2 separate regions of the Mus musculus genome follow, and region 1 is linked to region 2. A link is a contact called in public promoter capture Hi-C data. All regions are on one chromosome and are shown on one strand. The core of a region is the stretch at or near the end of the contact, and the rest is flanking DNA. Distances in the headings are between cores, read along the strand shown.

Evidence for each region. Promoter capture Hi-C pulls out the DNA fragments that hold promoters and counts their contacts.
Region 1: a contact with region 2 is called in a promoter capture Hi-C map of embryonic stem cells, with 4 times the contacts expected there. The contact joins the promoter of Sult5a1 here to the promoter of C230057M02Rik in region 2. A contact is called at or near these places in 6 of 39 promoter capture datasets (embryonic stem cells, hippocampal neurons, liver and 2 more), 1 of 484 Hi-C or Micro-C datasets (bone marrow-derived macrophages) and 1 of 9 other capture datasets (embryonic stem cells).

What each region holds. Positions count from the first base shown.
Region 1 is chr8:123,154,688-123,159,735 of GRCm38.p6, forward strand. It overlaps Sult5a1 (sulfotransferase family 5A, member 1), which reads right to left and starts at 3,593. Exons shown (of 7, transcript NM_020564.3): 1 at 3,501-3,593; 2 at 2,752-2,900. The coding sequence starts at 2,893.
Region 2 is chr8:122,751,091-122,755,524 of GRCm38.p6, forward strand. C230057M02Rik (a long non-coding RNA gene) reads right to left here and starts at 1,560. Exons shown (of 4, transcript XR_001778694.1): 1 at 1,024-1,560.

The sequences.
Region 1 (5,048 bases), core at 2,343-4,842, 410 kb after region 2:
CACACACACACACACAAATAAATAAATAAATAAATGTTCAGATAACCACCAAACCAGTGGCTTTCACCAATGCGCCTCATCCTGTAGCTCTGGTATCAAAGCGCTAATAGGGGTGGTATTGCAGAAGATGCTGTTTCCTCACGACCTTTCCAGCTTCTTGGGGCTACCATCTTACTTCCAAACCATCTCATCCAAGGGCGAAAGCTTCACCGCAGCACTGCCACGTCTCTCACCTGTCCCCACTCCTGTCATCATAACTCCTTTTATGTCTGAGCCTTACGCACCGTTCTCTAGGGACACTGTGATGACACTGGGCTCCTTGATCCATGATGATCTATCTAAAGGTCCTTAGTCTCATCATGACTGCAAAGTCCCCTCTGCCCCATGCGCTCGCATACCGTGAGGATTACATTATGAGCATGTTGGGGCTGCTGTTCAGGGGATGGCAGGCAGGGATAGACAGGAGGCTAGGACAGCCCTACATCTGCCAGGAAGGCATCAGATGCAGGAATGTGAGGGCAGGGCGGAGAGGAAGAGAGGATCCATTGTGGAAGAGCTGACCCGAGAACACCCGAGTCCTGCATGCCAGCTTCCTGCTTGGTTGTGTGTCCTTAGCCTACCGCCGCTCTTCCTGCAGAGTCCTGGAGGGCCCTGGTCTGAGATGGACACTCACTGTATGAATGGTCTGGAGCCTCCTTGGTGTGTTTGATGCTACAGTGACCCCATCAGGCAGAGGAGGGACATGAGGCAGAAAGAGGGCAAAGTGTGGTTTAGATCTGCAGAAGCCTTCCCAGGAAGGATGGCCAATGAACTGTGAGGACACTGGCCAGAGAAGTAAGAGGAGCATTTGACATGGACCTCTCACCCAGCTCCTGGTGGCTTCCCATGCATGTCTGCAGTCCCTGTTGTGAGCACCCTGAGGGGAAACCATGGCATCTAATAAGTACCACTTTCTGGTTTGTTTGTTTTTTTGAGCCAAGATACCTCTGTGTAGCTCTGACTACACTGTAACTAGTTCTGTAGACCAGGCTGGCCTTGAACTCATAGAGATCTGCCTGCCCCTGCCTCCAAACTTCTAGGACTAAAGGAGTGAGCCACCACATTCATCTCACTATCGCTTTCTAATGGAATGTTCCAGAACATTCAAGCCTTAGCGATGGTCTTTCCAGAAAGCCAATCTGGCCTATTCCTCACCTACACAAAGCAAACACTCTACCGGGCTGTGCCCCAACCCATTTCTCTACCTCAGACATCTGAAAAGGAGCTTTGGCCCTGGCCAGAGAGGAGGGTGCTCTGGGAGTTGTTCGGGTGTCTACTCCCCTCAAGCAACCACACTTTCTGGGGTCACCTTCAGAGATAGCAAATCCTAGAGAGCTCAATGGGAATGGAAGGTCAAGGGCCCCCCCTTAGCTTCTCTGGTTTCCAGTAGGGGGAAGGTTATATCACCTTTTTATTTTTAGGCCAGACAGAACCAGTCTAAGAAAAAGCAAACCAGAAAAGGTTCCTCAGAACAGGCGTGGCCCTTCCCGCCCAGCCCGCCTGGGCCCAGTTCAGGGACATGTGATAAGATTCAGCAAGGTATCTTTCCGCTACAGGCCAGAACCTGCCTGCTCTGCGAGGATGGGATCTCGTACTTATAGTGGGATGATCGGTCCCCACCCCCTGCCCACATACAGGGACAGTGACAGCCTGGATCCAGGATCCCATAGCTCTGCTGCCCTATCCTTTAAGATATACTGAGGCTGGAGGCGCAGTCTGACAGATCCCAGCCCACCCACTGCATTCTTTCTGGTGGGAAGCCCAGCCCACAGACCAGGCCCCTGGGTAGATATGTTAAGATGTGAATGGAGGGATCGGATCCAGGGAGTAGGAGGGGGGTGGGGCAGGGCTGGAACTTGGGACAACTATGCAGGGTGGAGGGGAAGGGGGTCTGGTGTGAGGGGAAGACTGTCAGGAATGTGGAGTATAGGAGGGTTGCTTGGCCCTATCTGCTGAATTGCTGACTTACCTAAGTCACTACAGTCCAGGTGGCCCTGGTGGCCAAGTCACATGAAGCAGATCTTGCTCTCAGTGGCATTGTGTCCTAGCTGGGCTATGTCCAGGAGACAAAAGCAAACTATGCCCTATGTGCCTATCCTGACGGATTCAGGATGGGGAGGATGGTTATGCAGGGTCTGCAGAGCTATGCTGCTACCCTGAGCACACTGGAGGAGAGTAGACCAGGCAGTCTTATGGGATTAGGGAGTTCCTGTGCCCCACATAAACATACTTCACTGGGGTGATGTACACCATTCACCCCAGCATGATTCAGGACAAGGAAAAGCTTTGTCCCCCAAGGACCACCCGCCTAAGAATAAAGCCAGATTCTCAGCACACACCCCATTTCACCCCCCCCCCCCCAGCATTCCTCCCATGGCCTCAGAAACACGTTCAAGCAAGTGCAGAGAGATTACAAGAAGTCTGTGTGAACCTGACCAAGGTACAGGGGGAGAGGGGGGCTGCTTGTACCCAGGATACCCTGTGCTTCTGAGGCTATTAGAAAGAGGAACAACCAGCCAAGGAGGCTAGTGAGGGGCTTCATACAGCTGGTACTGACTCAAGCCAGAAAGGCAGCCCTACAGCTTATACCAGTCACAGGTGACAGAGAGGGCCCGGGTGTCTACAGTGCCGAGAAGGGGACTGAGGCACTATGGGTGGCAGGAAGCCCTGGTGTTGGATTGTCCAGGCTCCTTGTCCCAGTCTGTCTCTCACCTGACTTGGGAAATGTTACCAAGAGGATGTCTGTGTCCTGGAACTGGAAGGAGCAAGCCGCTTTCAGGGACTCTGGGGTGTGTATGAATCCTGGGAAGCGGACGCCATCGAAGATTTCAGTGGTGTTCATGCGCTCAGTCATGCTGGTGCTGTGCGGAACAGGGCTGGAGGTGAGGAAGTCTGTTACCGAGGGCCCAAGCTCTTTCCAGTAGATACAGGCCAGTCTGCCATTCCATCATGAAAGTGTTGAGATAGGTCCACACCCAGTGGCTACTGTTATTGCTCTCAGGCATCATTGCAGGACCATCTTAGAACCTTGGACAGACTTGTCTGTCGTCTGGCCCAAGAAAGGTCCCAACCCCATCAGAGGATATAGACCTCTGTGCTATGGCCTTGGAATGACAGTGGCATCTGTCTGGCCTTGAGAGTGTGGCTGGTTGCTTGCAGAATTCTGCCCTAGCCACCAGCTCTTGGCCATCTGTATGCAGGGCTACACCTCGAAAGTGTGTGGTTGTGATGGATCATGAACATCCTTGCGGACTTGAGAGCTGCTTGTCTCGGCCCCAAAGCATAGTGGGATCGGTATCTAAAGGCCCCATCTAGAGAGCAAGCAGCTCCCACCCACAGCCCCCCTCCAGTCTTGCTCTACAGCTGCCCAGACTGGGCTGACAGGAATGTTTCTACTGAATCCTGGAGCAGCCTCCGACAGAAGCCCCACCTCCCCTGTTTCCTCGGGATCCCCTACTTACCACAAAGTCCTTCTTCCAGTGGTACCTGGCTGTGCGCACGCAGCCCAGACCTAGGAAATGTGGCTCAGGCTCTACTTGGGCACCTCCAAAGAGGCTCCACCCTAGCGTTGCAGGGCCCTGGGGCAGAAGACTGCAGGGTGCCCCGCCCCCAACCAGACCCATTTGGGGGAGGGGCTGGGAAGAGCGCCCCCATAGGCAAGCAATAAGCGGATAATCTTCGGGACAAAACCTATTTTTCAAGCAGACTAAGGTGCTCAAAAAATAAGTTTAACAGTGTCTGGGAATGACACAATTTTCCTGTTTCAACAATGCTCCCCTGTGGAGCACTGGCCAGGAAGGGCCAGGAAGGGGCCAGGAAGGGGCCAGGAAGAGGCAGTGCACCGTCCCTTTCTTGTATTCTGACAACAGAAGGCAGCTTTCTCTACCACCCTAGGACCCACCATGCAGTTTATATAATTTTGACATTTGTGGTAAGATACAGTACAAAGCAACCAGCTCTGACAGAGTACATCCGTGAAGACTTTTCCATCTCCCGCCACCTCCAGCTGCCAACCACCAGATTCCCTTGTCTCATGTTCTCATTAGGCAGCTGCCAGCCAGCATGAAAATGTCTCTCTGCCTACAGGGCCACTTACAACCAGAGTCCAGGGGATTTGTATACAACACAACAAAACTTCTTCCATTTGCTTAGGAGATTTGTGTTCTTCTGTTTGGTTGGTTTGGGCTTCTGGTTTGTTTTTGATCCATTCTGCTGCAGGGGAGTACCCAAGGGTCCTCATCCTCTTTGTCTTATAGGTAGGAAACGGTGTGTGTATCAACACACACCCACAGAGCACACACTGACCCGGTGTCTGTTTGTCCTTGGCTGTCCTTTAAAGTGTAACTCTGGTCCTGATTCCTCTTCTCAGACCTTGCCCGGGAGAAATCAGCACACGCAACCCACAGAGACTACAGCCAAGTTCTCCAAAGGCTCAGCTAAATTGATTTCACTAATTCACACACCATGTGACTACCACAGTCACGACTGGGACATATAAAACAGTTCAGGCCTCCTTCTTACCATAAACCCGTGTCCTCCCCCGATAAGTTACTCAAGCCTGTCATCACCTCTTGTTTCCCTTGTTGTTGAAGGCCACACGATGCACAGCCTTGTGTCTGGGTTTGTTCCCTGCTCCTTGTGTTGCTTACGACATTCATCCATGTCATTGTGTGTATGGACAGTTCTTCCACGCGGCTGTGTTGTGTTGAATAGGTAAGTGTTCACCTGCTCACCGTATGTTTACGGACATCAGGGCTGTTTCTAGTTGTGATAGATTTCTTTTTTGTTTGTTTGTTTTTTTGTTTTTTGAAGACAGGGTTTCTCTGTATAGTCCTACAGGCTGTCCTGGAACTCACTTTGTAGACCAGGCTGTCCTCGAACTCAGAAATCCGCCTGCCTCTGCTTCCCAAGTGCTGGGATTAAAGGCGTGTGCCACCACCACCCGGCTGTGATAGCTTTCTTGAAGTGTGATTCATATAGAAGAGCTGAAGATGGGGCTCAGTCGGAAG
Region 2 (4,434 bases), core at 310-2,809:
AGCATTACACTGGAACAGAGTGGCCCCAGTGACAATATAACCGTACTGATCCTCTTGCTATCCCACCAGCCTGAGGCATTGATCCCGGAGCCCCTTGCCAGCCTTTGCTAGAGATGGAGAAGAAAGGAAAGGAATGATGGGAGGGAAAAGGAAGAAATTGGATTTCTATGTTTGCCTGGGACCTCGCTTAAGGAAGGGTACCTGGGCACAAGGACAGTGCCCATAGCTTTGCCTGCCCTACACTGGCCACCTGGGACCACCCATGCCATACCAGATGGAATGTCCCCATCCCTCAGCCCCACCCTCTTTGACTAGCCTATGACCACTAGGAAGGGAGTGAGCTTTGTCCTTGGAGCTGTTAGGAAATACCCAGCCACACGCTCCTCCCCTCCAGAGCCCACCCCACCCGTGCCCTCAGCAGCTGGCTCCTTGGCACTGGCACCCGGATCCCTTTGACAGCATTTGGCTCCAGTCCCATTGATCTGCACACAGGCACCGAGGTGCCAAGCCTGGCTGTGGGTAAGGATGGGGGGCTCTGAGAAAACTGAGAGAGTGCGGTGCTGGATGCTCCAGGACCTTCCAGCCCAGCCCCAGCCCACCCTAACCCACCTTCAAAAAGGAAACAGATCTGTCCCTTCATGGTCAGGGGACCTGGTGTGATCAGTGCAGAGAGGGCCATCCCTGGGAGGACGGACATCAGCGGAGATGATGCAGCCACGGGACCACCATGGGACGCGGCTGCTGTATTCACAATTCCAGATGGTCCACTCAGGCCAACCCACCCCACATCTTTAGAATACCAGCGAAGCACACATAAGCAAGCAGCGGGCACCAAGACATATTAAGGGGCCCAGAGGTTACCCAGAGATGCTCTGGACACTAGGCAGACAGACTCCCTCAGAACTGGCCCTCGGAAAGCTTTCTTGACACAGTACCCGCACCCATATCTGACGTGGCCCCCACAGGTACCCCAAACACAGATACCAGCTGCCTATACTTTAGCGAGCCCCACCCCATCCTTACCTGTTCCGTGCTGGCCTTGGCTACATCCGCCCGCTCCCAGGCTGCCCTCTGTGCCGCATCGCTGCCAACTGTCTTCTGCCTCCTAACATGGGTTGCCAGAGATCTGCCGTGGGTTTTGTTCGTGGGGTCTGGCCTCGTGCAGCCGCTGGCGCTCGAGATGGCAAGCGTCCATCTTTCTCCACACCCGTCCCTCACCTCTGCAGCCTTCTTGTGCCTCCCGTGTCCCCACAGTGCCCGCTCTGAGGGACTTGGCACCGACAGAACCCGGCCCGCCTCTGCAGCTGAGGAAAGCCATGCTTCTTTTTTTTTTCTGTATTTTAAACACACACCACACACACACACTCACACACACACACATGCCAAGCCCCCCCACCCCCACAACTCGCTTCCCTTCTGTCAGGAACAGACCCAGCCAAGAAAGCCCCTCGCAGGCGGGGGCAGAGCGGAGGGGCTTCGCATAACTGGTGTAAACCCAGCCCCATGGTTCCGTCCCTTCCTGGCCCCAACGCGCTGCCTCTTACGTAAAACCACCAGGAAGGAATCAAAAGAAAACGCAAATCCGTGTCACATTTTGGAGCCTCCTGATTGGGTACACCTTGTAACTGGCTTGGTCTTTCCAAGCATGCTCTGGTGTCAGCTGTCCCGAACCTTGCCTAGCCGGTCATCTTCTTCATCATTGTTTCATAGCGCCGGACACCCCAAATGGACCGTGCTGCGATGACCGCATCCAGCCCCTGGTGCCCATTCCTAGAAGGATATTGATTTTTGAAACCAATTCTGGAGCCCACGCTAAGGAGTCGGACGTGGCCTGCTTGCTGGCCAAGTGTCCTGTTGCCTCAGCACAGAGATTAATGGGTATTTTGGTTGCACCTTCAAGTCCTGATCTAAGTAAGTCTGGAGAGGCCAGAAGAGGTCCCCAAAGGACATGAGAGCCAAGACCAGCCCAAGGTTGAGAGCAGAAGATAGGAAAAGAGGAAGGTGGTTAGACTCCAGCTGGCTACCTCAGGGCAGCGAGGCCTTCTCTTGGGGCCATTTGCCTTCTCTGTGGTATTTCTTCTCTGGTTTGAGCCTGGAATTGGGACCAGTCCTAAGAGATGCTCCCTTTGAGAGGGGATAGAGGAAAGGAAAGACCTGGACTCTGTCCCTCCTGAACGAGTACCCACCCACGACTCCCCCACTCTCACCTTTACCCACACTCACCAGCTCTCCTGTGAGGTGAGAACAAAGGCAGGAAGGATGCACACAGGACCAGGCCATGTCAGCTGTGTGAGGCCAGCCTACAAACAGCCCTTCCCCTTGGTCTACTCCACTGTCTTCTCCAAGCCTTAGCCATCTTGGGGATGCATGTCTGTTTGACCAGGCTGTGTCTTTCACTTTAGACCAGGCTGTACCTGTTTTTTCTGGCCTTTTGCATTTTCGGGCATTATGTCGTTAGGGTTTGGGGGGACAATTCCCCCTTTCCAGCCATGTACTTTATTCTGGAGTAATTGACCTAACCTTCGCTTCAAACACCCTTGAAACACCCCAAAAATAAAGATCAGGAGCCATCCCCTCCTGGTTCACACCCACACCCCAAGTCTAAGTCCAGCAAAGGTGCTCTAATTCAAATAGGTACCAATGTCCAATATTCCCATGTGTGCCTGCAAGTTCCCCAAGCCCCTCAGCTTCCTGGAGTTCTCCCTGTCCTGTGACAGTGGTGTAGTCAGGATCTCCCCTCCATAGCTGGGCAGCCTAGAGAGTATGCAGTCTGTCCACCAGCAAGAATGCTGTGTACATTCAGAGCTAAATGGGAAAGGCATCCCCATGACCTCCTACCTTGCTTTATGGTATTGGCAGTTCCTGTTCCTTTGAATAGCACAGAAACTAAGCAGCCGCTGGAGTTGAACCTGTAAACCAAAGAGCCACTGTAACTGAACGTACCTGTCCTGGGCAGGGTTGGGGGCCCCGCTGTTGAAGCGGAACACCAGATATTTAAGGAGACCTAGACTGAGTTTGCTGAGGTGGTGGCATATGTCACCTCAAGAGAGCCTATGTATGAGGGGCTAAGACACAGAGTGGGGTTCACCCTGCTTCAACCATCTCCTGGAGGCTGGATCAAAGGTGTCAGCCCTGAACCTGGGCCTCAGGAGATAGAGGGAAGGCTGGCTTACTGTCTAAGGAAAAAGGGTCCAGACCTCAAGGTATCACCTACGGGGGGCCAACTCTCTACCTTTGGAGGTCTCCCTGTTCAAGACTCCTGGACTGACCTGGTCATTACTCCTCTGGTACCTCAATAGCCTGCAAAGTCTGGGGCATCTAGAGTTTGCAAGCAGCAACTTCTGAAGGTGCTTCCAGCCTGACAAGGGAGTTCTTAAGGCCAGGAGAATAAAGGAAATGACCCAACTGTGTCCTGGATCATTAAAATACGACTGTTGTATCTAAGCCTGGACCAACATGACTCCCAGAAAAGTGATTAAGGTAATGACATTGGTGAAGGACAGTGGAGGAGAGAGGGCCCACCCCTGATGGTAGCTGGTCTAGTTTCTATTCTATTCTATTCTATTCTATTCTATTCTATTCTATTCTATTCTATTCTACTCTACTCTACTCTGTTACTGCTGCAGACACTATGACCAAAAATAACCAAGGAGAAGAAAGGGTTTATTTTATCTTACAACTCCCAGGTAATGGTCTATCTCTGAGAGAAGTCAGGATAGGAAACACAGGGAAACGCTGCTTTTTAGCTCACTTCCTGGCTAGTTCCTGGGCTCATACTTGACTAGTTTGTTTTTTGTTCAGGCCAGGACAAAAAACCTGCCCAGTCCCCCCTGCCCAGAGAATGGCTCTGCCTGTAATGGGGTGGGCCTTCCTACCTCAGTTCCTCACAGAAGTGTCCAAGGGTCAGCTTGATCAAAGCAATTCCTCAACTGAGGTTTCAACTTTCAGATAACTCTAGAGGATGTCAAGTTAACAATTAAAGCTAACCAGGATAGTGGGGGACTGTAGAACCACCTGGGATGTCCAAGTGGCCTCAGGTCTGCCCTGGGTCTGCCCTGGGTCCACAGCTTATGGCCGTTCACTTATTCATGTGCTTATTTGTTACCTCCAAGGTGGGTCTGTGGACTCACTTCCTGAAGGTAGCTTTCTAAAGTGTGCCACTGGAGGGCTAGCCCCGACATCATGTGACTGACTCATGTGATATGCGTGCGCAAGCCATGTACGACCCACAGGTGTGGCCTCCATGCTCCTTTATGAAAATAGCTGTCCCGCTACCTGTGTTGATTTGTCATCTGTTTGCCACAAACCTACCCAGTAGGCAAACCGGGTAGGTGTGAGATCAGCCATGTTACCGCCTAGTTCTAGTGAGTCCAGTTCTTCTCAAGCCAGCATCTTCTCTCTCTCACTCATCTTCTTACTGGCCTTTGTTAACTT